Regions from separate parts of the Sus scrofa genome. Here regions 1 and 2 are each linked to region 3. A link is a contact called in public Hi-C and HiChIP or PLAC-seq data. All regions are on one chromosome and are shown on one strand. The core of a region is the stretch at or near the end of the contact, and the rest is flanking DNA. Distances in the headings are between cores, read along the strand shown.

Evidence for each region. Hi-C and Micro-C count contacts between places; a contact is called where the count stands out from the background. HiChIP or PLAC-seq counts read pairs in DNA pulled down with a chosen protein or histone mark.
Region 1: a contact with region 3 is called in a Hi-C map of embryonic fibroblasts, with 2.6 times the contacts expected there. The contact joins two enhancer-like sites. A contact is called at or near these places in 1 of 5 promoter capture datasets (liver), 8 of 47 Hi-C or Micro-C datasets (brain, embryonic fibroblasts, epiblast stem cells and 5 more) and 1 of 2 datasets of contacts at active chromatin or transcription factors (alveolar macrophages).
Region 2: an H3K27ac HiChIP or PLAC-seq map of alveolar macrophages shows a contact between it and region 3. The contact joins two enhancer-like sites. A contact is called at or near these places in 2 of 47 Hi-C or Micro-C datasets (embryonic fibroblasts and skeletal muscle) and 1 of 2 datasets of contacts at active chromatin or transcription factors (alveolar macrophages).

What each region holds. Positions count from the first base shown.
Region 1 is chr9:12,037,185-12,041,109 of Sscrofa11.1, forward strand. The region is part of intron 1 of LOC106504821 (a long non-coding RNA gene); the gene reads right to left. Among named protein-coding and RNA genes, the nearest start is that of AQP11, 26 kb to the right of the region's middle. Within about 2 kb of position 2,002, at least 24 of the 83 cell types and tissues checked have an H3K27ac peak or open chromatin away from gene starts, as enhancers often do. A contact at or near this core is called in alveolar macrophages and embryonic fibroblasts, where this site is marked.
Region 2 is chr9:11,994,042-11,997,986 of Sscrofa11.1, forward strand. No RefSeq gene overlaps it. Among named protein-coding and RNA genes, the nearest start is that of PAK1, 23 kb to the left of the region's middle. Within about 2 kb of position 1,385, at least 25 of the 83 cell types and tissues checked have an H3K27ac peak or open chromatin away from gene starts, as enhancers often do. A contact at or near this core is called in alveolar macrophages, where this site is marked.
Region 3 is chr9:11,850,755-11,854,655 of Sscrofa11.1, forward strand. PAK1 (serine/threonine-protein kinase PAK 1) reads right to left here. Exons shown (of 15, transcript XM_005667164.3): 9 at 3,235-3,283. Among named protein-coding and RNA genes, the nearest start is that of PAK1, 120 kb to the right of the region's middle. Within about 2 kb of position 1,772, at least 6 of the 83 cell types and tissues checked have an H3K27ac peak or open chromatin away from gene starts, as enhancers often do. A contact at or near this core is called in alveolar macrophages and embryonic fibroblasts, where this site is marked.

The sequences.
Region 1 (3,925 bases), core at 752-3,251, 190 kb after region 3:
GCTATAACTTTGATCCCATCCCACCTCTCTCTCCTGATGGCTCTGGCAGCTGTTAAGATGAAGAGAAAAGGATACTGCAGGAAGAAACACGATTAAAATTGCAAGGAATGTGCACAGACATACACACACAGACCAAAACCAAACAGTGGCCTCTGTTGTTTGACTTGCTGCCATAAGAGTGGGCACTTTTCACCAGAATAAGAAGCAGTTACCGGGAAGAAACTGAGACCACACAGCAAAGCCCAGAGAAGTACCTGACTCAGCGAAGCCTAAATAGGTTTTTAGAAGCTTCAACTGAGAGCTTCGGTCAGCAGGAGCATGGATCAGGACACTAAGGATCTGGGAAGAAACAAACAGCAATTAAACCCACGGCCATTATCCTGTGATACCAACACTGCAAATCTGCTTTTGACCCCAAACCCTCTAAAACCAAAAAGAAAATGTCCTGCTTACTAGAAAAATATGTCCCTGTCCCCTTGAAGGTATAACACATTGACAAAAAGAGTTTAAGCCACATGGAAGCAGGTGGTTTAAATAATGAATTAGAGAGACTATTTCTGGATAGTAATTCCTGAACGTCACCTCTAAAAGCATTAAATTATAACAAAAATTCATAAACTATTAGGCAGCTGTTAAATGTGATCATTAGGAAAACTACACAGAAACATGAATAAATTACCCTTAAATAAGGCTGAGTGAAAAAAAATCAAAACATAAAGCACTTGGAATTATAATAAAACCTACATTTATTAAGGATTTACAATGGACATATATATACATACGAGTATAAATTAGAATAGAAAATGTTGTATTAAGATATGAGATTTGGGGGTGATCCTTTGTATTTTCTTGAAAATTTTCCTACATATTATTATAGCAATTTATCGATCAAATATAGTAAAGAGGAGTTCCCTGGTGGCCTAGTGGTTAAGGATCCAGCATTGTCACTGCTGTGGCACAGGTTCGATCCCTGGCCCTGCTCAGACGGTTAAGGCTCTGGTGTTGCTGGGGCTGTTTTGCAGGCCAATGGCTGTGGCCTTCACCTGGGAACCTCCATATGCTGTGGGTGTGGCCCTAAAAAAGACAAAAATAAAATAAAATAAAGGGTCTTTAGCAATTAAAAACTACTTTAAAAATAAATAAAATAAAATAGAGACCTACTATAGATAACCCACTTCATGAGATGATGGTAAGACAATATACGGCAAGTAAAACAAGCACCTTACACCTTGCCTGGCAGATAATTATGTTCAGTAAATGCTGGGTTCCTCATCTCTCCATTCCCTCCTCAGAAATCCACCACAGAAAAGTGAACCTACCTGTGACTAAGTTAATCATCAGGTCATTAATAATACCATTTGCCACTTATTATCTGCCTATTAAGAGATTCAGGGCCTGGCACATGGTAGGTTCCAGGTAAAGATGTGTTTAATGGATGGATGGAGGGAGGGAGGGAGAGTGGATGGATGGAGGGAAGGGGGAAGGGGGACAGGGATGGATGGAGGGAGGGAGGGAAGGAGGGAGGGGGATGGATGGAGGGAGGGAAGGGGGAAGGGGGAGAGGGATGGATGGAGGGAGGGAGGGAGGGAGGGATGGCTTGACTTCTATCTTCAGAATCCCAGAGGAAGATACATTGGGTTTGTTCTCTACATTTCCAAAGAATAAGTTGGGACCGGGAAGCACAGAGGTATTCTTATTTTTTGAGCAGAAAAATTGAGTCTGGTTAAGCAAGGATCTGGCTGTTGGAGAGGAGCCCTTGGGAAGAACAGAAGTGAAAGGAAGGCATCTTTGAGCAAGACACGTACGCTCCAGGTCAACGGGCTCTGCTGTCAAGAGCCACCCTCTTCACCCCTGGGTCTGAGAAGACAGCGCGCTGCCGTCCTTCCTTCCCAGATGCTCTGAGGCTGGACAACACTTAGGCCATCAGGGAGGGGCTGAGGGGCAGGACGGCCCAGAGCAGCGAGGCTCCCACTGATGCCAGCAGCATCCTGGAGTAATCAATCCCGGGTGGAAGGCCCGATTCAGCCACAGTCTGGCCTCTCGCGGGCCCAGGATCAGCTGCAGGGCATGGCTGCTTTCACTTAGTTTCCTTGCCCAGAAAGCTCCGAGGAGGTGAAGTTTCACGAGGAGCTTCTAATAAAGCCGTCCGACCTCTGAAGAGGCTGCCTCATCACCCGCCGCTGGGCTGGAAGGAATGTGGCTGTGGTCGTTGCTGCGCTGGAGAGGGAATTCTAGCTTTAGGTGGATGACGAAGACGAGAAAAACCCTTTCCAGCCTCAGATTCTGATTTCCTTGGAGCCTCATGCTCGCAAAGCTAGGCTTTCTACTGACACCTAGAGGCTTCCTTGGAAACATCACTCCAAACCTGAGCCCATGGAAGGCTCTACTCCTAATCAGTTCAAATTTCAGCTCCCCTTGGGCCTACAGGGGCTCCCCTTCTCCAGATATTCCCGGGGGAGGCATCTCAGAAAAGACTGAGTATTATGATCTTGCACTATCACCATCTCGACACAGCTGCAGGACCAGGACGGACACACAGAGGAAGGTCCTTCTCCTTCTCAGCCTTGAGGAGAAGGAAACAGGACAAAATAAGTTACCACGAGAGGTGCACCCACCCAGAGAGCCAATGTGAGGGGTGAGTGTGGTGAAAATTGAGAAAATAGAAAAGAAGTGGGGGGAAGGGCTTTGTGGAGAAGGAGTGAAATTAGAGATGATTCTTTTTTTTTTTTTTTTTTTTGCCTTGAAAAGGCTGCTTCTGCAGCATATGGAGATTCCCAGGCTAGGGGTCTAATCGGAGCTGTAGCTGCTGGCCTACGCCAGAGCCACAGCAACTCGGGATCCAAGCTGCATCTGCAACCTACACCACAGCTCACGGCAACGCCGGATCCTTAACCCAATGAGCAAGGCCAGGGATCGAACCTGCAACCTCATGGTTCCTAGTCAGATTCGTTAATCACTGCACCATGGCGGGAACTCCTAGAGATGATGCTTTTTTCTTTCTCTTTTTTGGCCACACCCACGACATGCAGCAGTTTCCAGGCCAGGGATCTAACCCGAGCCACAGCAGTGACCCAGTCCGCTGCAGTCGCACCGCCAGATCTTTACCCCCGGCACCACAAGCCAACTCCTCAAGCTGACTCCTAAGGCAGAAGTAACCCTGGGAGGGAAGGCAGGGTGGGAACAGATGGCAGGGATTTCAGCTCAGGAGCCTGAGCTTTGGCGTCCACAGACCCACGTCAGATTCCAGCTTCCCCTCGCAAGCCGGGACTTCAGCTAGTCTCTTGGAGTCTCGGAACACCAGATTGCTTTCCTTACAATGGGGATACTCATGCTTTCCCTGAAATTTGACTGTATGGATTAGAGAGAACACATGTAATTGGCTTGCTCAGTTTGGGTACAAGATAAGCACTCCAACGGCAGCTTGTATTGCTGCAGACTTGACACAGGGATGGACCTGGTGTGTTCATGGAATATAACAGAAGACAGTTTGACTAGAACAGAGCGTTTGTGTGGAAGCATAAGAAGAGAGCCGGAAGGAGTTCCCGTTATGGCTCAGTGGAAACGAATCTGACTAGTATCCGTAAGGATGCAGTTTTGATCCCTGGCCTTGCTCAGTGGGTTAAAGATCCGGCATTGCTGTGAGCTGTGGTGTAGGTCACAGACACAGCTCGGATCTGGCATTGCTGCGGCTGTGGAATAGACCAGTGGCTACAGCTCCAATTGGACCCCTAGCCTGGGAACCTCCATATGCCATGGGTGCGGCCCTAAAAAGCAAAACAAAAAACAAACAAAAAAACCCATGGGCAGAGAACATGAATAGGCATTTTTCCAAAGAAAAACAGATGGCCAACAGGCACATGAAAACATCACTGTCATCAGGGGAATGCAAATCAAAATCACAGTGAAATAGCACCTCACATCTGTC
Region 2 (3,945 bases), core at 135-2,634, 140 kb after region 3:
AGAGGGAATCAAGACAAAGGAAGACCAAAGCAAGAGATGGAGAGAGAACAAAATATGTTCGAGTCCCTACATCCAAGCTATCTAAGGAGACACCTGGGGTTTTCCCTTAAGCCAGACTGAGTTAAATTTCCGTCATTTGCGATTGTAATAGTGCTGACCAATAGCTTCTTTCTTCCCCATTCTTTTCACAGTCAATAAACCATACTCCTCTCTTTGCTTCATGCACAGCAGCTTCCCCTTGTCTGAGCTGGACATCTGTTGACATCTGTGCCTACAGGGCATTTCAAAGCATTTTCACAGGACAGTTTCCTCCGTTGAGACATGTTGGTGCCAACCATGAAGATAAATTTTTTTCACTTTGTAACAAAACATTTACGTAATCCAAACTGTACTCGAGTTCCCTGGTGGCTCAGTGGGTTAAGGATCCGGCATCGTCACAGCTGTAGCTCTGGTTACTATGGTGGCAAGGGTTCAATTCCTCACCTGGGAGCTTCCACAGGCCACAAGTATGGCCAAAAGAAAAAAGAAAAAAAAAAAAAAAACTGTCCTATATATATATTGCTTACCTGCTTTTTTCAATTTTCAGTCAATAAAACATAAAAACTGTATACTAGTCACAAACCAGATAACTCTCTATGTTTAAAATTTTCCCACATCAAAGTTTTTGTAAATGTCATTTATTTTTACTAGCCCAGAACCTACAAGCATACAGTTGTTTTCTGGTTTTTTAAAGATGTTCATTTTTTAAAGCAGTTTTAGGTTCACAGCAAAACTGAGGGAAAGGTACAGAGACTTCCCATATATCCCTTGTTCCCTTGCAGATAGTTGGGGGGGGTTGTTTGTTTGTTTTGTATTTTTAGGGCGCACCCGGGGCTTATGAAGTTTCCCAGGCTAGGGGGCCCATCAGAGATGCAGCTGCCGGCCTGCACCACAGCCACAGCAAGCCCAGATCCAAGCCACATCTGCGACCTACACCACAGCTCACGGCAATGCCGGATCCTTAACCCACTGAGCAAGGCCAGGGATCCAACCTGCATCCTCATGGATCCTAGTCAGGTTTGTTAACTGCTGAGCCACGAAGGGAACTCCTGCAGGTAGTTTTTAAACCAAACCTTTACTGTGGAGCATTTAGCTTGTTATTATACATTCATATTAACATTATAAATAACAATAGACACATAACGCCATTTAAATCTCCTATCATTTCCTTAGTATAGATTCTCAGAAGTAGAATGTCCCTAAGGACTTCATGTTTTACCTCCCCCAAAAAATGCAGAAAAAAAAAATTTACTAGTTGCTGCTGTAGTACCGTGTCTGTTCTCTTTGACCCTACGCAGCCTGGAGAGATCTGGCCTAAAGTGCCTTCAGATAGCACAGGAGTCACAATCCTTGCAAGCTTCCTGTTTCCTCTGAGTGTCCCTCCGCCACCGCTGTCCTGATGGGGCTGGGGACTGACCAAGGAGCAGGCAGCCTGTCACTCTGTGAAGCCGCTGGAGGCATAGTGCACATACCTGCCTGTAAGAATTGTCTGAAAAGAACAGTATTCAGGGCAAGCCTGAAAGGGAGCTAGATGCCAAAACAGGAAAGTCAGGGCTAATCATGACCCCATTTCTATTTTTAAATCTCTTTTTTCCCTACTTTTTTAAAAAAAAAAAATTCCTTCATAAGTATGTGTCCTTTATAATGGAAAACTTTCATTTATTGGTAAAACCAACAACAAAAAGGTTCTCACATCCACTGCGGGACGGAGGATAATCCTCTGGTTCCTGGAAGAGCAGCTGTGAGCGATCTGGCTTGGCAGAGCTTGCTACAAATCACTGGCTGACTCGGAAAAACACACATGCGCTTCAGTCGCCCGAAGGACAGGCTGATTCCCTCCGGGGCGCCACAAAGGGGAACTGATGACTGTCTTGCCGACGGGGAAGAGGGCTCCAAATTGCAATGTGTGAAGATAACGGGTGGGTCTAAGACCAGTCAGTGGGAGTCTACAAAACTGAGATTTTTGACTCATTGCCAGAACTTTCTAGCAGGCAGAGGAGCCCAGAGATAAAACCAGCTGTTCCGGGACGTGATGACCCCTCCCCTGTCCCACGAAGTGTCAGAGCACACCCTGGAGGCTGGTTGTCCTGGGTGTTGCAGCAGGGATCCAACTGCAAAGAAGGACAGTGCTTCTCAAGCTTTTCGGTCTCAGGACTTCTTTACACTCCTAAAAATTACTGAGGATCCCAAAGAATGGTATTTATCTAGGTTCTGTGTATCAGCATGTACTATATTAGAAATGAAAACCGAGAATATTTTGAATATGTATTAATTAATGTAAAAAGAACCTTTGTCGAGTTCCTGGTGTGGCTCAGCAGGTTAAGAACCCGACACAGTGTCCATGAGGAGGCAGGTTTGATCCCTGGCCTCACTCAGTAGGTTGTGGGTCCAGCATTGCTGCCAGCTACAGTGTAGGCTGCAGATGCAGCTCAGATGCAGTGTTGCCATGAGTGTAACATTGGTGGTATAGTGGTAAGTGTAACATGCCAGTGTTGTCACGGCTGTGGTGTAGACCAGCAGCTGTGGCTCCGATTCGACTGCTAGCCCAAGAACTTCCATATGCTGCAGGTGCAGCTATAAAAAGAAAAAAAATTGGGAGTTCCCGTCGTGGCGCAGTGGTTAATGAATCTGACTAGGAGCCATGAGGTTTCGGGTTCAATCCCTGGCCGTGCTCAGTGGGTTAAGGATCCGGCGTTGCCATGAGCTGTGGTGTAGGTCGCAGACACGGCTTGGATTCCGTGCTGCTGTGGCTCTGGTGTAGGCCGGTGGCTACAGCTCCGATTCGACCCCAAGCCTGGGAACCTCCATATGCTGCCAGAGTGGCTCAAGAAAAGACAAAAAAAAAAAAAAAAGGAAAAAGAAAAAAAATTAATAATTTCTTTGTACATTCACATAAAGGATAAGTTCTATGGAAAATAACATTTACTTGGAGTTCCCTTCATGACTCTGTGTGTTAAGAACCCAGCTAGCATCCAAGAGGATGTGGGTTGGAGACCTGGCCTTGCTTGGTGGGTTAAGGATCCAGTGCTGCCACGAGCTGTGGTGTAGGTTGCAGATGCAGCTTGGATCCCACGTTGCTGTGACTGTGGCGTAGGCAGGTAGCTGCAGCTCCAATTCAACTGCTAGCCTGGGAACTTTCATATACCATGGGTACGGACCTAAAAAAAGCAATAAAATAAAAAATAACATTTACCCAAATAAAAAATCTAGCAAGAGTAGCAATGCTTATTTTTAAAACTCTCTTTACTGTCTAGAACAGAGCTGGATTATTATATCTGCTTCTGCATTTAATCTGTTGCAGTATGGTCTTCAAAGCTGGTCACAATGTGAATCTGAAACCATATCAACGAGCCTGATATACAGTCATGACATGGATACAGACCTTATACCTGAAGAGATCACAACTGAAAGATCCCAAGAGAAAACAATTACGGAGTTCTCGCCACTGTTCAGGTTACAGATGATGTCAAATATTCTACACGTGTTCCTTCAAACAACTTTATAAAGGAAAGTTATCTATTTTTACAGATGAAGAAACTAAAATTTAGAGAAGTTGTATACCTTACACTTGGTCACACAGCCTGGTGAAGCCAGGATTTAGAGAAATCTAGCCTACATCGTCTAACCTTGGATCAAAACCCAGCACAATGTTTTTGAGGTTTATCCGTGATATACTTTAATCCTGCGAAAGGCTGAATAATATCCCATTGTATACATATAGCACATTTTGCTTATCCATTCATCTGTTGATGGATGCTTCTCAGTACATTTAAAATAAACAATTATAACGTCCGGCAACAGAAGGAAGGACAGGTTCTAAGAGGGAGGCACAGAGGAGGAGCCATCAATCCAGCTTGGGCTGGGCAGCCAGGGACTGGTTCCTGGGCAGAGACTTCAAGGACTGTT
Region 3 (3,901 bases), core at 522-3,021:
GAAAGCTTGAGAGCCCATTTGAAAGCTTGGAAAATCCCTGACGCCAAGCACAAGGCCTGATATACAGCAGGTATTCAACAAATGTTTGTGGAAATGAAGAGGAAAAGAGAGAATTCAGTGGGTTGATAAGTATTTTGTTTTAAAACCACAAAAAGGATCAGCAATAGACTACTTTATCCTATAGGAGTAGACTTTAAATTATTTCCCAAACGTTTATTCCTTAAAGATATTTTTTTTCCTGCTTAACAGACAAGAACATAAACACCTTATAGGACAACTAAATAAGTCTTTCCAGAATCAGCAAGAAGTATAGAGTATGAATGACTCAACTTTTATGGGAAAAACCCTGAACTCTAATTTTTTCAAGTCAAGTAATGTCATTGGTCAAGAGCTAGTTCATTACTAAGAATAGAAACGACGTTTTAAACATTTTGATCACCTCTATTCCCCACCCTAAGTGAGGAAAAAAAACCTGCTTTGGAGTGGGGTCTCCTTTCAGGTTAGGCTTCTGGTCTGGTTGCGGCTTTCTAGAACAGCTGATGATTAGCTTTTTCTCATGTCTGAAGAGAATACACTGATCTAAAGACCCATTACATTAGGATAATAAGCCCTTACAACACACACAAGACCTGGACCCAAAGGAGTGCCTTTGGAGTTCCGCAGGCCATCCTTATGAATGTCAAAGAGGTCACAGCTGGCAGCACAAAGGGAGAAGAGAGGCCAGCCATAGAGGCAGTGGCAGGACACCAGGAGTCCTTTTCAATAGCTACTGACTACTGACTGACTAACTATGGGCTAGGCTAAAGGCCCCTCGGCTAATCAGATTCCTTCTATTCAGGCCAGCAGACAGCACTCCTATAAGAGAAAAAGAACTAGACTTGAACTCTGAGGACCTAAACTCTGGGACCGAGTCTTTCACTTACTAACCTTGACCAATCACAGCTCTCTGAGCCTCAGTCTCTTTATCAATACTGAGGATAATAATCCCAACCCTGATTCCCCTTCTTACAGGACTGTTTTGAGAACTAAAGGAGACAGTAGTCAATGTGTTACTCATACATAAGAAATTTAAATAATACAGTAAGACAACAATGAAAATGCTAATTTGTTATAACTCCATTTCATGAGTACTTGGCACAAAGCAGCAAGAATGACAACGTTATTAGCAGGAATTTCAGCAAAAACCAACCACCCTCCCACCACTACTATTTATTGAATGCCTACCAGGTGCTAGTATTAGGCAAGGTCCTCTACTGACAGTATCTCAGTAAAACCTAGCAAGAACCCTGCCAAGCAAAAATCATTATCTGCATTTTCAGGTAAGGAAATTGGGACTAAGATTTACAAGAAAGTTGCGCAAGGTCATAATCAATGCCTTCAGGTTCACAGGACTTCAAAGCCTCTTCCACTCTATTCTTTCTATTTCATGCATTCTGTCTAAAAAGGGCTTGAAAATTAAGTGTTGGATCTGTAACTGGAAAACTTCCCAGCACTAACATTCTATCTTCCCATGTGTGATAGACAATAGCTCTCTTCTTCTTAGCTGGCAAACTCCCAGTAAGTACTCACTCACAAACACAGAGCACCTCGCCAGCTACACTAAAAATTTATACTCCCTGGGGCAGGAAATGAGGCCTTCTTGACTACATTGCATTAGCCACCCTAATGGACCCACTTCCATTCATAGTTTTGTAACCACAAGGCAGGCACATAGTGAAGTCAAGTTTCTGTTTCCTGTGGCCAGCTTCTCACACATTCTATTCAGGCCAGCAGACGGCACTCCTATAAGAGAAAAAGAACCTTGAGGCCTTCCAAGAAACTCCCAGCACCAGGCTGCCTCCCATCAAGGGAGATGAGGCCTCAGAGGCCAGAAACACAGCAAGGGGCACTAATGCCTAACCTTACAGCTCAGAAAGTATAAGTTTAGGTTTCAGAATCAAAAGCTTCTAACACAGTCCTTGCTAACTGCTGACAGCACAACCATGTAAAGATTAAATTCCCAACTCCTAAATTCCTCATCAATAAAAAGGAAATAATATTCCCTACCTCATAGGGTTCTTTTTCTTTATTTTAGGGTGAATGATCAATCATTTACTTACATTAAAATATTAAATACCTACTACATGTAAGGAATTTGGGATTCAGGAATTTATAAGACAGGCATCTTCTTCATCTCACATAATATAATGTATAAAACATTAACATCTCTCCTGTTAATGTTTTATACATAAAACATATAATGGAATCTATAATGTTTTTAGTAAGAATTCAATAGAATCAAGTGAGGTATCAGTAGGATCACTTTATCTGCAGTGTGGTAAACATACCATAGTGGCTCAGTGGTCAACGAATCTGACTAGGAACCATGAGGTTGCAGGTTCAATCCCTGGCCTTGCTCAGTGGGTTAAGGATTCGGCGTTGCCGTGAGCTGTGGTGTAGATTACAGATGCAACTCGGATCCCGCGTTGCTGTGGCTCTGGCGTAGGCCGGTAGCTACAGCTCTGATTAGAGCCCTAGCCTGAGAACCTCCACATGCCACAGGTGTAGCCCTACAAAAGACAGAAAGACCCCCCCACATGCACACACAAAAAAAGATCTTAGGTCATCAGGCCTTAGCAATAAGATCAGAGTTCTCCAGCTTACGAAGTATGAGGACCAAGAGATGCTTCCAAATGAGGACTTCAAAGTCTACTGGAATCCTGCAAACCACCAGACTAGGAGTCAAGAGACATGTGTTTAAGTCTCTTCTATATCAGATTTCTCTCCCAAGAACCAAAATTATAAAAATAATTGTCCACCAAGCAGTTTCACAAGAAGGTCTCTCAGGCAATATCCAACTTCAAACCTCTATCTCCTCCTTTTTTCTTTTTCCTTGATTAATATCACTCCCTGTGAGTCATCCTCACATTCAACAAATTCTGCCAAATCTACTTAAGTACCTCTCAATTTCATACACTTCTACCCATTCAGTCTATGCTACCACCTTAGTCCAAACCATCATCTCTCACGTGGAATTACACAATAACCTCCTGACTCACCCACTCCACTCATCTCCTCCAATCTGTCCCCAAAAGTCACAGTGACTTTTTCCAAAATCTGTAAGTCTCATCATGTTACAGATTTCTACTCTACAACAGCAAGAAACTAGAAGTGTCCCTACTAATCTAAGAAGAGCTAAAACTTAAAAAATAAAGAGTGGAACTAAAGGCACAGTTGTAGGAGGCGGTTACTTACCTCCTGTCCTGTGGCCACATCCATTGCAGTGTACACAGTGCCCGAAGCACTGAGCAGCAGGTGGGGAAGAGGAATAAAAACAAGTATTACATGAATTGACATTTGTCAAATGCAGCTCTATACCCAATCTCGCAATGCAAATGTTAATAACAATAGCAGAAAAAATAATCCTCTCCACTACCTCCCCTGCTCTACTCTCATGAGAGGCAGTATGTAGTAGTCAAGAGAATAAAGGCCGTAGTGGCCAGCAGGCAGTGAGGGAAGAATGGAGGGATGGAGGGAGAAAGGCAGAGAAATACTAGGAATAATGCTAGGAAAGTAATCACGTTCATTCTAAATGACTAAAAATTCATTTTATGCCTATAACCACAAACCCTGTATAGTTTTAGGTGAGTGATATGCAACAATAGTTGTAATCTTATATGTCAGTATGTCAGATTTACATGATGCAATTGAAAGAAACTTAAAATTCTAAGTACTAAAAAAACCCACAAACAAACAAAAACATTTTCTAGTCAAGTCCTATAATTATGCTTCCCAAGGAAGTCAGATCAATTCAATGGGAAAAGTCACCGATAAATTTGCCTTGAAGCCAGAAATTATGGTCACCAGCTTCCTAACTACAACTCTTTGGTTGGGCTCCTAACAACATGACAGGATGTTGAGA